Linked DNA regions of Rattus norvegicus: region 1 is linked to region 2. A link is a contact called in public Hi-C data. All regions are on one chromosome and are shown on one strand. Each heading gives the region's core, a stretch centred on a gene start, on an enhancer-like site or on the middle of the called end of the contact. The rest is flanking DNA. Distances are from core to core; before and after follow the strand shown.

Evidence for each region. A called contact is a pair of places that touch in the nucleus more often than the background predicts.
Region 1: a contact with region 2 is called in a Hi-C map of Schwann cells, with 4 times the contacts expected there. The contact joins the promoter of Acot3 here to the enhancer-like site in region 2. A contact is called at or near these places in 4 of 12 Hi-C or Micro-C datasets (the A7r5 cell line, the Rat2 cell line, Schwann cells and 1 more).

What each region holds. Positions count from the first base shown.
Region 1 is chr6:109,411,386-109,416,862 of GRCr8, forward strand. Acot3 (acyl-CoA thioesterase 3) reads left to right here and starts at 2,312. Exons shown (of 3, transcript NM_001108041.1): 1 at 2,312-2,815; 2 at 5,310-5,477. The coding sequence starts at 2,332.
Region 2 is chr6:109,082,651-109,087,977 of GRCr8, forward strand. Psen1 (presenilin 1) reads left to right here. Exons shown (of 12, transcript NM_019163.4): 5 at 318-459. Among named protein-coding and RNA genes, the nearest start is that of Psen1, 31 kb to the left of the region's middle. Within about 2 kb of position 2,536, at least 8 of the 93 cell types and tissues checked have an H3K27ac peak or open chromatin away from gene starts, as enhancers often do. A contact at or near this core is called in Schwann cells, where this site is marked.

The DNA.
Region 1 (5,477 bases), core at 1,062-3,561, 330 kb after region 2:
TCCTGACTGTACTGGAACTCACTCTGTAGACCAGGATGGCCTCAAACTCAGAGATCTGCCTGCCTCTGTCTCCCAGAGTGCTGGGATTAAAAGCTGTGTCCACCTTGCCTGGCTCTAAGGTTTTTTGTTTTGTTTTTTTTTTCCCTTGGAGCTGGGGACCGAACCCAGGGCCTTGTGCTTGCTAGGCAAGCGCTCTACCACTGAGCTAAATCCCCAACCCCCTGGCTCTAAGTTTTTAAAAATCATTATTCATTGAGTTTTGAATTGCTTTTCTCCCTTGTCCACTCGGCTCCTTGTTCAGGTAGCTCTAAACTATGGGTGAATTCAGGGAGGGTGAAATCAAGGGATTCCTTCCCCAGGCTAAATCAGCACTTACAGTTTCGAGCAAGCTCTTCCGGGGCCCTTTAAGGCTTTAAGGACTGCAGGAAGCCTAACTAGGACTGTTTGTTTACAGAAAGAGGGTAGGAGGGAGTACCCTTGAGTGTGAGGAAGACTCTCTCCTCTGACACAACTCAGGAGTCAGCTCTGGGTCTCCCTGATTGTAGAAACTTGAAGAATGAAATTCACTGACAAAGTTCGAAGAATCACTTTATTACTACAGGCATAAAGCTTAAAGAATAAAGATGAAATACAGCAGAAAGCAGAGTTCCAGAGTCCCCAAGAGAAGAAAACCAAATTCTTTGAGCTTATCTAGGGATTTCTTATAGGACTCGACACAGAAAGTGGACCAACCCTGAGGAAGAATATCTGAGTATGGGAAGTTGAGCATTGGAAGGCACATAGTCTATGTACATTCTCCTGGTCCAATCAGGGAGTTCAAAGACTGTTCCTGCACTGCTTCCCTGGTTAGGACTGGTTGAAGCCCGTCCCTGTCCATCTCTGACTTCTGCATTATTAGCTCTTGATCTTGTCTGTCTGCTGGTAATTAGTCCTGGCCAGTGTTGCTCTACTCCAACCTTACAAGGCCTGGCTAGTCTTAGGCCTTGACGGAGTCTGCTAGCCATTAACTTACGCTCTACATTATGTGATCAGCTCATAGCCAGACAATGGACCTTTTTCCTTTACTGTCTATGCAGAGTTAACAGTTATCACGGCTAACAAGACATAGCTGTCGCTCTTACTCTTCTCTTGCTCTTGCTCTTATTCTCTTCTCTCTTGCCCTCTTCTCTTTGTCCCTAATCTCTCCATTCCCCCTTCCCTCTACGTGCTCATGGCTGGCCTTTACTTATCCCCCTTTATACCCTTCTTCTCTCATTAAACCTTTCCATGTTGGGAAAAAAAAAAAAAGACATAGCTGTCGTTTTTCTTGTTTACCTCATATTTAGCTCATAGTAGGTGCAGTCTGGAATAGGAATAGGTTATTGTTTTGGGAGTTTTGTTTATTTTTTGGAAGCCACCCTTAAAGTTTGGTCAGCTACAACTAGCTGCATTAGAAGCAAGAATCAATTAATGAGCAACAATGTTTCGTTTGTATTCCTTGGGGAAGGAGCTTCAGGGGAAGGCAGTCTATCTGCCCACCCTGGCGCAGCTTAGCTGTCTCACGCCCAGCAGCAAGCCCCTTTCTTTCTCTATTCCCAACTTCATAGCTTTAACACACTTGGTCTCTGTTTCTAAACAGCAGTGGCCCCTGCTTTTGCAACAAGTCCACTTATGAGACCCTTTCAAATAACCCAGTTTGCCTGAATTTTCTCTCAGCTGAGTTGGACAACACCCGGATTGGCATTAGCACAGTTTTAACCTATCTTGATAAGGAACTGGAAGAGTGCAGGGTGGTGGTCCAGGGCAGTGATCCCGACATTTGGAAGGTAGAAGCCGGAGTTCTAAGCCATCCTTAGTCACACCTCAAGTTCAAGGTCAACTTGAGCCAGATGAACCCTCATCACAAAACAACCACCACCACCATCACCACTACCTGGAAGGTAATTCAGGAGTGGACTCAGCCTGCATGCCAGGAGGTCTGAGTTAAGTAGAAGTGGCTCCAGGTTCCACAAAGACTAGAGAAAGGCTTGGAAAGGGCGTAAAGGGAGGATGGGAAGGAGGCCTTGCTTGGCATGGATCACTAGAATTACAGTTTCCTGATATGTTTTGGTATAATCCGGATTTTTGGAACGATATCTTTTCCAGTCTTTATTTTATACACTATTTCAACAGGCATCAAGTCGTAAAACAAGGTTAATCATTCTGCATCTCCCGCACTGCACTGTAGTATTTAACAAACGCTAGAGGGCTTAGCACAGCGGCTTCCTCCCAGAGAACCCGGAACCGTTTAAAGCTGTAGCAGCAAGTCCAGAGAGGCCTAAAAGTCACAAGCCCCAGCCACAATCTGAAGCAATGCACGCATTTACCACCCAGAACCGGATGGCACCCACAGTGATCCTGGAGCCCGCGGTTGGCTGCCTTTGCGACCAGCCGGTGCACATCACCGTGCGCGGCCTGGGCCCCGAGCAGCCCGTCACGCTGCGCGCGGCCCTGCGCGACGAGAAGGGCGCGCTCTTCCGAGCCCACGCGCGCTACCGCGCCGACGCCCATGGAGTGCTGGACCTGGAGCGCGCGCCCGCGCTGGGCGGCAGCTTCACCGGGCTCGAGCCCATGGGGCTGATCTGGGCCATGGAACCCGAACGGCCTTTCTGGCGTCTGGTCAAGCGCGACGTGCAGACGCCCTTCGTGGTGGAGCTGGAGGTGCTGGACGGACACGAGCCCGACGGCGGGCGGCTGCTGGCGCAGGCGGTGCACGAGCGTCACTTCATGGCTCCCGGGGTGCGGCGCGTGCCGGTGCGCGAGGGCCGGGTGCGCGCCACGCTCTTCCTGCCCCCAGGTGAGCAGCCCTCCCTCCTGTGCTTGCAGTGCGGGATGCTTCAGGGGTGCAGAGCCTGGGCCCCTTCTTCCCTGTCTCATACTTTTCACGGAGCTCCCTGGAAAAGCCTTAAGGACTTGGGTTCATAGCTAGATGAGTCGTGTCCTGAACTGAAGGTCACCGCAGGAGCAGCATCCGACTTTGCTTAGGAAAGTAGAGCATCAGAGCTCCCCCCTCACCCCAAAGTTCTGTAAACTAGGACTCTACACTCTGATAGTAAGACCTACGGGTAGTTGTGCACGGGTTCGCGCTTGGCATCTGTTGCTCTAGAGCAGTCCTTCAGGCAAAGTGGGCCAGCGCAAGCACTGGGAACTCTGGAATCTGAAAGTGCGAGTGTAAAGTGCCAGGGAGTTTTGTTTCTTAGATGGTTTTGATGTAACTCTTTGCCAGCGTAAAAGAGCCACAGATTTGAGAGGGGCTTAAAATCAGAGAATTGCAGAGAGCACTTCTCGGAGATTTGGCCAGTTGTTTTGTGTCCCTTTAAAATGCCAACAGAAATGGCAGTTTACTGAGGGTCTAGGGATAAGGGAGTGGTACTTAGAGAGTAGGTAACATTAATTTTGCAAGGGTGAGTGGCTTAATATAGCTCTAGGATAGGGAAGCGATGTTGAAAACTGAGAACGTGGTTCTTTGGTTAAAAACTTTAAAATACTTTGATGTGTTTACTTGTTTACATATTTCAATAGCAGCAAGAGAAATTCAAGAACTCGAAGTTTTCCATAATAAAAGGTCTCTCCTCCCTGTGAAGTTATTATTATGAGCCTCACGGGCAACTGTGTTTCCTTCCAGTTTGATTTGCCTCCCAATCAGAAAACTATTTTTAAAGCTCAGACTTCCCTAAGGACCCTGTAATGCTTCATTCACAAACCATTGTCTCGTTTACTACAGTTTGTAATCCGTTGGGTGGTCTTCATTCTCCTCATTGCCCTACAGCCCCTGATACCCCGAGGTCCCCTTCATACCTCTGTCTTTCATATTGTACTCAGCAACCCACTGAGAGCCTGAGTCCAGCTTCACTTGTTGGGTTGGTTGGTGTTTTTTGAGACAGGGTTTCTCTGTGGAGCCCTGGCTGTACTGGAACACACAGTGTAGACCAGGCTGGCCTCCCACTCAGAGATCTGCCTGCCTTTGCCTCCCTAGTGCTGGGATTAAAAATGTGCCCCCACCACTCCTTTCCAAAAGCTTCATTTTTAGAATCTGCCAGAAAAACTCTTTTGATGTAGCAGGCCCAACTCCAGGATACTCTCTTCCTCAAATTTCTGAGTGTGTTTGTGGGGTCTAAGAAAACAATTCAGATGCCCAGGAGAGAATGAAGTGTTTCTATCAGTAGCTGGCTTTCTAGACAGTCTGAGACCGTCAAAAATGAGGGGAATCCACAGGTGCTGATGGAGGAGGAAGTAATGGGTGCAGGCAAAACAATAGGGATGTGAGTATGACATCAGTGTTCTAAGAGATCAATTGTTGGTGTTTATAAACAATACGAATAACCTGGGCACATAATCGTCCCATGTGGTCCTAGCTCCTGGACGTGACCGTGGTTATCAGCACCATAATATAAAGCAGAAAAGCATTAACGTCAAGGATTAGTTTTTTAAAAAAGGAAGCAAATTATGATGTATTCCTCAGTGTGTGATCCAGAATACACAGCACCCCACCAGGTTAGAAACAAAAACAACCGTCTGGAGTCTTCAGCGTTAACACTTTACTACACGGAACTTAGTCAAGTGCTTCTCTCGAATGCAAGAGACCCTTTGTTCAATCCCAGCAATGGGGAAGTGGAGGCAGGAAGGACAGGGGTTCAAGGTTATGGAGGCCAGCCTGGGCCACGTAAGACTGTTTCTAAATAAACAAATGCATTTTGCACCAATTAAAATTATCCGAGGAGATTGTAGCAAATGTAGGAGAAATGTAGCTTCCGTCTGTTGGTGTTGGTATGGACCTTGGACATGGAAAGTGGGGATTTTGCAGGAGAACCTATTTTCCAGAGGATTCCAAGACGGCCAGTGATGATTTGATATCGTTCACGCCATCCATTTCTGAGTTGCAAGGTTCAAAAACAGAGGCTGTGTTGCTAAAATGGGAAAGAGCCCTAGTCCAAGCCTTTGCTTTAAGACCATACGGTACCCATGCCACTCCATCCCGGCGCTGGCCACTCAGGGCTGCTGCACATTTAACCCTGTGCTCTGACCTCAGAACACCTGGGTCACCCGCAGGGCTGCGTCTAGGCCACTGAGGGAGCACAGATCCCCCATTTGGCATTTTTAGGAAAGGTAAGGTCCTAGATCTTCATAAATATACCACCCAACAAAGCATATTTTTAAAAACAGAAAAGAGGCTTGGGTTTTCCACGTCTCTCTTCCTGCTCATTAAGAATAAGACACCAAGACATTTGGGCACTAAATCTGCAAGGGGTGGTGGGTTTTGTTTTGTTTTGTTTTTTTCCTTTCTTTCCAAGGGAATGGATCCTTTCCTGGAATCATAGACCTTTTTGGACTTGGAGGCGGCCTTCTGGAGTACCGGGCGAGTCTGCTGGCTGGGAAGGGCTTTGCCGTCATGGCTCTGGCTTATTACAACTACGACGACCTCCCCAAGGACGTGGACATTATCCACCTGGAGTACTTTG
Region 2 (5,327 bases), core at 1,286-3,785:
TTTTAAAAAATTATTACCTAGAGCTAGGGTGGTACAGACCTATAATCTCCACACTTGGAATGCAAAGGCAGGGAGAGCACATATTCAAGTACAGCCTGGGCTACATGGTAAGTTCCAAGCTAGCTTGGGGTTACTTATTAGATTCTGTCTCAAAAACTAACCAACCAAATAAAAAACTTCTAGTTTACTGATGAGCTCCAAAAGGTACATTCTGAATGACTCAGTAAAACCAGAACCCTCACAATTAATTCCAGTTTTGAAGGAGTATGTGGTTTGACATATGCATTAACACTCTTGTGGTTTTTTTCCCTCTTTAGAATCTATACCCCATTCACAGAAGACACCGAGACTGTAGGCCAGAGAGCCCTGCACTCGATCTTGAATGCCGCCATCATGATCAGTGTCATCGTCGTTATGACCATCCTCCTGGTGGTCCTGTATAAGTACAGGTGCTACAAGGTGAGTGCCAGGCAGCACTGTTGTCTGCCTCGACCTGCTTATTGGTTGTTGTTATTTTGTGTGTGAGATGGAGAGAGAGAGAGAGAGAGAGAGAGAGAGAGAGAGAGAGAGAGAGAGAGAGAATGAGAGAGAGAATATGAATGTGTGTATGCAAGCCTGTGCTTGCCAGAGTGTACATGTGCAGTTGATGCAACAACTTGGTGGAAGGGGTTCTCTCCTTCCGTCTTTGCTTGGGTTCTAGACATCGAGTCTTCAAGCTGGCAGGCTTCACATTCCGAGCCACTTCACAGCCTTCTCGCCTTATTATAGTCTTTACTTGGTCTAGCAAAGAAGAAAGAGTTTTGTTTTCTTTTAAATATTTATTTATTTTATATATATGAGTACACTGTTGCTGTCTTCACACACACCAGAAGAGGGCACCAGATCTCATTACAGATGGTTGTGAGCCATCATGTGGTTGCTGGGAATTGAACTCAGGACCTCTGGAGGAGCAGTCAGCGCTCTTAACCGCAGAGCCATCTCTCCAGCCCCCAGAAAAAAGAGTCTTGTGTTTTGGGTCTACTTTATCTTTCCTTTCATTCTGGAGCATGTTGAAAGCACCAGAAGACATACATGGGAAACGGGTGTGTTTATGTGTTTTCACATGTGTTTTCAGTATTTTGATTTATAATGTGCCTGTGGCATTACAAAGACTTTTGTGTATATCGTCATTAACAAATAGTGCTAGAGGATTTAAGTGGCTCGTAAAGCCTCCCTCAAATGCTGCTTCTGAAATCACTAGTGACGGGCCACCTCACTGGGGAACTGCCAGCGTCATTTCTGAGCAGCAGTGCCTCTTGCCTTAGCCACTGGGCACAGAGAAAGCTTGCAGCAAAGAGGCAGGGCCAACCTCCCAGCCTCTTCCCTTCTTCCTTCCCCCCCCCCCCCCCTCTCTCTCTCTCTCTCTCTCTCTCTCTCTCTCTCTCTCTCTCTCTCTCTCTCTCTCTCTCTAAGTGACTGCCTCCTGGATCTCAGCTACCCAGTACATGCTTCATACTCAAACCTGAGAAAATCAACAAAGGAATACAAGTCATGGAATCTTAGATCGACCTTAGTAACAGGAAGAGTAAATGTTAACTCTCTGTATTGCAGTCTATGTTATTTCCTCCTAGATTTTATTGTGGGATTTTGTTTACTTTGCTTGGTTTGTTTTGAGACAGGGTTTCTCTGTGTAGCCCTGGCTGGCCTCAAACTCACCCTGTAGACCACGCTAGCCTCAAACTCAAATGATCCACCTGCCTCTGTCTCCTCTTTTAAAGATCTGTGCCACCACCACATGGGAAATATGTGTTCTCCCTGCTGCCTGTGTTTGTCTGCATGCCAGTGTTTACCTCCCAGTTCCTTTTTTGGCCTTAGTGGACACATTCTGGAGTTCGGCTGATTATGGGGTTAGGCTTGGTTTTTTGCCTCCTTTTCAGATTTTATTATGGGTGGAATTCTGCCTTCTCCCATGTTTTTTCTCCCACATTTCCATATTTCCTGCTTTTCTTTTTTAAAATTACCTGTGTATTATGTATAGAGCTGTGGACTCAGCATTGAATTTCCTGAGTTTTTTCCTACTAATCTTGGGAAGTTTCTTAGTCTGCTTTCAGTTTTCATGCACTGATCTGTTAATGACAGTAAGCCAAGTGTATGGACTATGTGAGCATGCCTTATTTCCTTTAACATCTCACAAGCAGTGTGTGTGCACACCCTCCTGAGGCAACGGCCAGGGTCACAGTTGCTATAGGTCACGGGGTCAGAAGCTAATGAATCTGTTTGGGAATTTGAGTCCAGAATTTGACCTTCATTAACTTACAGCCATTATGTAAAATCCTCTCAAACCTCATCCTCAATTTGTAAAAACTGTGCCTTCTCTTTCTCTCCCTTAGGAAAGTGTTTATCCAGCCTGACATTGTTTCCCTAATTTTATCTGCTGCCTTTTTAGAACTTAGTTTTTCTGAACCTTCTTGTCATTGGCTTGTTAATGTGCTCTCTGGCCTTTGTTCCTTCCTCCTTGCAGTTTCCCCTCGGGCTCACAAACCCAGTCCCAGGCTTTGGAATCTTTCCCCTCCTTTGTTTCTTAAAGAACCATATTTAGGGCTGGAGAAATGGTTTATCAGGAGGAGCTCTGGCTGCTCTTGCAGAGGACATGAAACTGATGAATTCAGTTTCCTACTCCCACATCTTGGCTCTGTTCCCAGGGGATCTAACAACCTCTTTTGGCTTCTGGGACGCCAGGCACAAATGTACTTACTGTACACAAATACACACACAGGGAAACCATGAATACACATAAGGTAAAAATAAAACTTTAAAACAAAACCATTTATTCTCAGGCTTAATTTTGTACCCTCAGATATAACTTTAAATTTTTTAAAATTAACTGTATATATGTATGTCTATATGTACATTTATGTGCAGATATATATATGAACATGTATGTGCCATTGGCTCATGTGTAGAAGTCCACGGTCAGTTTGCAGGAGTCATTTCTTTCCTTCCATGTTGTGTGACAGACTTTTCCTGCAACACACACATCTGCTCACCCCAGAAAGGGAACGCATGCCATACCAAAGTAACAGGCCAATGTCCAACTAGTGAACTAGTGAGTTTTTACTGGGGATACTGAGAGGTTGCTTACAAGGAGCAGGCATGATTTGAAAGCAGCTGTCACTGAAAAGGCCACTCCAACACAGGTGATGATCCCAAAAGCTGCCACCCTGGAGCTCCCTGCACAGCTGTGGGCTGCCCCCCAGATACCTTTCTTTCTGTACTTGGGCCATCAGAGTCTCCACCCAAGCAGTTGTTTGCTCCTTTATATGTCGTTGTGGAACGGCCCTCAAGAATCCTGTGAGTTTCTGTTCTCTCAGATATGTGTCCTTTGACTTCTTTTGTGGTTGATAGTACCCACCTTTTAAAGGGATTATCTCAGGCCAGAGGAGAATAAACGCCATCCTGGAGGATCTGACTCAGTCGTCATACCTGGCAGCAAATGCCTTCACCAGCTAAGCCATCTTGCTATCCTGAATACAACTTTGATTCAGTGCTTTCAGTCTAGAAATCATTGCTCATTGGACCCATGGTTTGTTGGTTGATTTATTAATTCTGCTTTGATATCTACAAACACATATCCTCACCCCTTATCTTCAGTAGGTCTGCTTTGTAGCTTTTTATAAAACCTTAGTTATTTACTTAGTTATTTAATTCACTTTATATCCCAATCGCTGGCCCCCACCCTCCCCACACAGTTTTAATGCCCTCTTGCATAACCCCCTTTCCTAACTTAATGGTATATTTTCAGGTTCTTTCCAGTTTATGTGGCTTGTTAATACATTTACTTAAAAATCTAATAGTTATATTTTCAATTTGTAGAATTTATATTTATCTGTTTTAAAGATGTTAGATCATTTTGGATGTAGTCTTTTTGTCCATATTTAATTTTTTTTATTACTTTACTGTCTTACACTTAAACTATCTGAAGTTTTGGGGAAGAATAATACTGTTGACTTTTACTCGTGGTGATTTGTACCTTGAGTGAGTGATTTCCAGTCATTTGAGTTTATATCTTTGGGGAGTTTTTTACAGTCACTTTGCATGCACGTGAGCTGTGGCGAGCTGTCAGCACAGGCCAGAAACTGCCCGTGACCGTCAGTCACTTGACCTCCTCTCCACTTTCCTTTCAAATCGCTTTTTAGGGAAAAGAGGGCTTCTAAGAATTTCTCCTTTTCTTTGTCACTTTGAACCGTAGTTGAGCTTGTATTCAAGTATTAAGATTAATGTCGGGGTTGGGGATTTAGCTCAGTGGTAGAGCGCTTGCCTAGCAAACACAAGGCCCTGGGTTCGGTCCCCAGCTCCGAAAAAAAGAAAGAGAAAAAAAAAAAAAGATTAATGTCTAGAAAGGTTCTGGGGGTGGCCGGTATGAAGTCAAAACAATCCTCTGAAAGGGGGAGCGAGGATGATTATAGGAAAGATAGAAAAACTGTGCAAGAGACAGACACGGCAGGGCTGCAGGTCCTTCCCACAGCAGCTGCCAGTGTACTTCTCATAGCCTCCTTATACTATAGGACCTTGGGAAGCAAAGCCACGAGTTAACAGAAACAATTTGCTGAAGTCCACACATAAGAAGACCTCTGTTCCCATCCCAAAGCCTCCCTGTTCCTTCCACCAAGGTCAGTAGGGTCTTCAGCCCCTCGCCTTGAGCCTCAAGTCCACCTCCTCTTATTGTTCTGTGCCTCAGCAGCCCGGGAAGTCTGCCAGCAGACCCTGACCCGCCTTGACTCTGCCTGGCCAGCAGTCTTCTCTCTCTCTCTCTCTCTCTCTCTCTCTCTCTCTCCCTCCCTCCCTCCCTCCCTCCCTCCCTCCCTCCCTCTCCCTCTCCCTCTCCCTCTCCCTCTTTCTCTCTCTCTTTCTCTGCTCCTAACATAGGAAGAAAACTTTTGAGAATCTGCCCACTGTATTTTTACCTGAATATTTTTTTTTTTTTTCGGAGCTGGGGACCGAACCCAGGGCCTTGCGCTTCCTAGGTAAGCGCTCTACCACTGAGCTAAATCCCCAGCCCCGTATTTTTATAAGTACGGAAAGATGGGTTTATTTTAGTTCAGTGTTTTCAGGGTTAGCAAAAACAATCTGTCTATTGTTGTGGGCTGCAAGGTACTTCTCAGCGGTACTGGCATGCATTCTTAACTGCCCTCACCTGACAGGCATTGCTGTGTGTGTGTGTGTGTGTGTGTGTGTGTGTGTGTGTGTGTGTGTGTGTGTGTGTGTGTGTGTGTGTGTGTGGTGTGTGTGTGTGTGTGTGTGTGTGTGTGTGTGTGTGTGTGTATTTGCGTATTTGCGCACACACATCC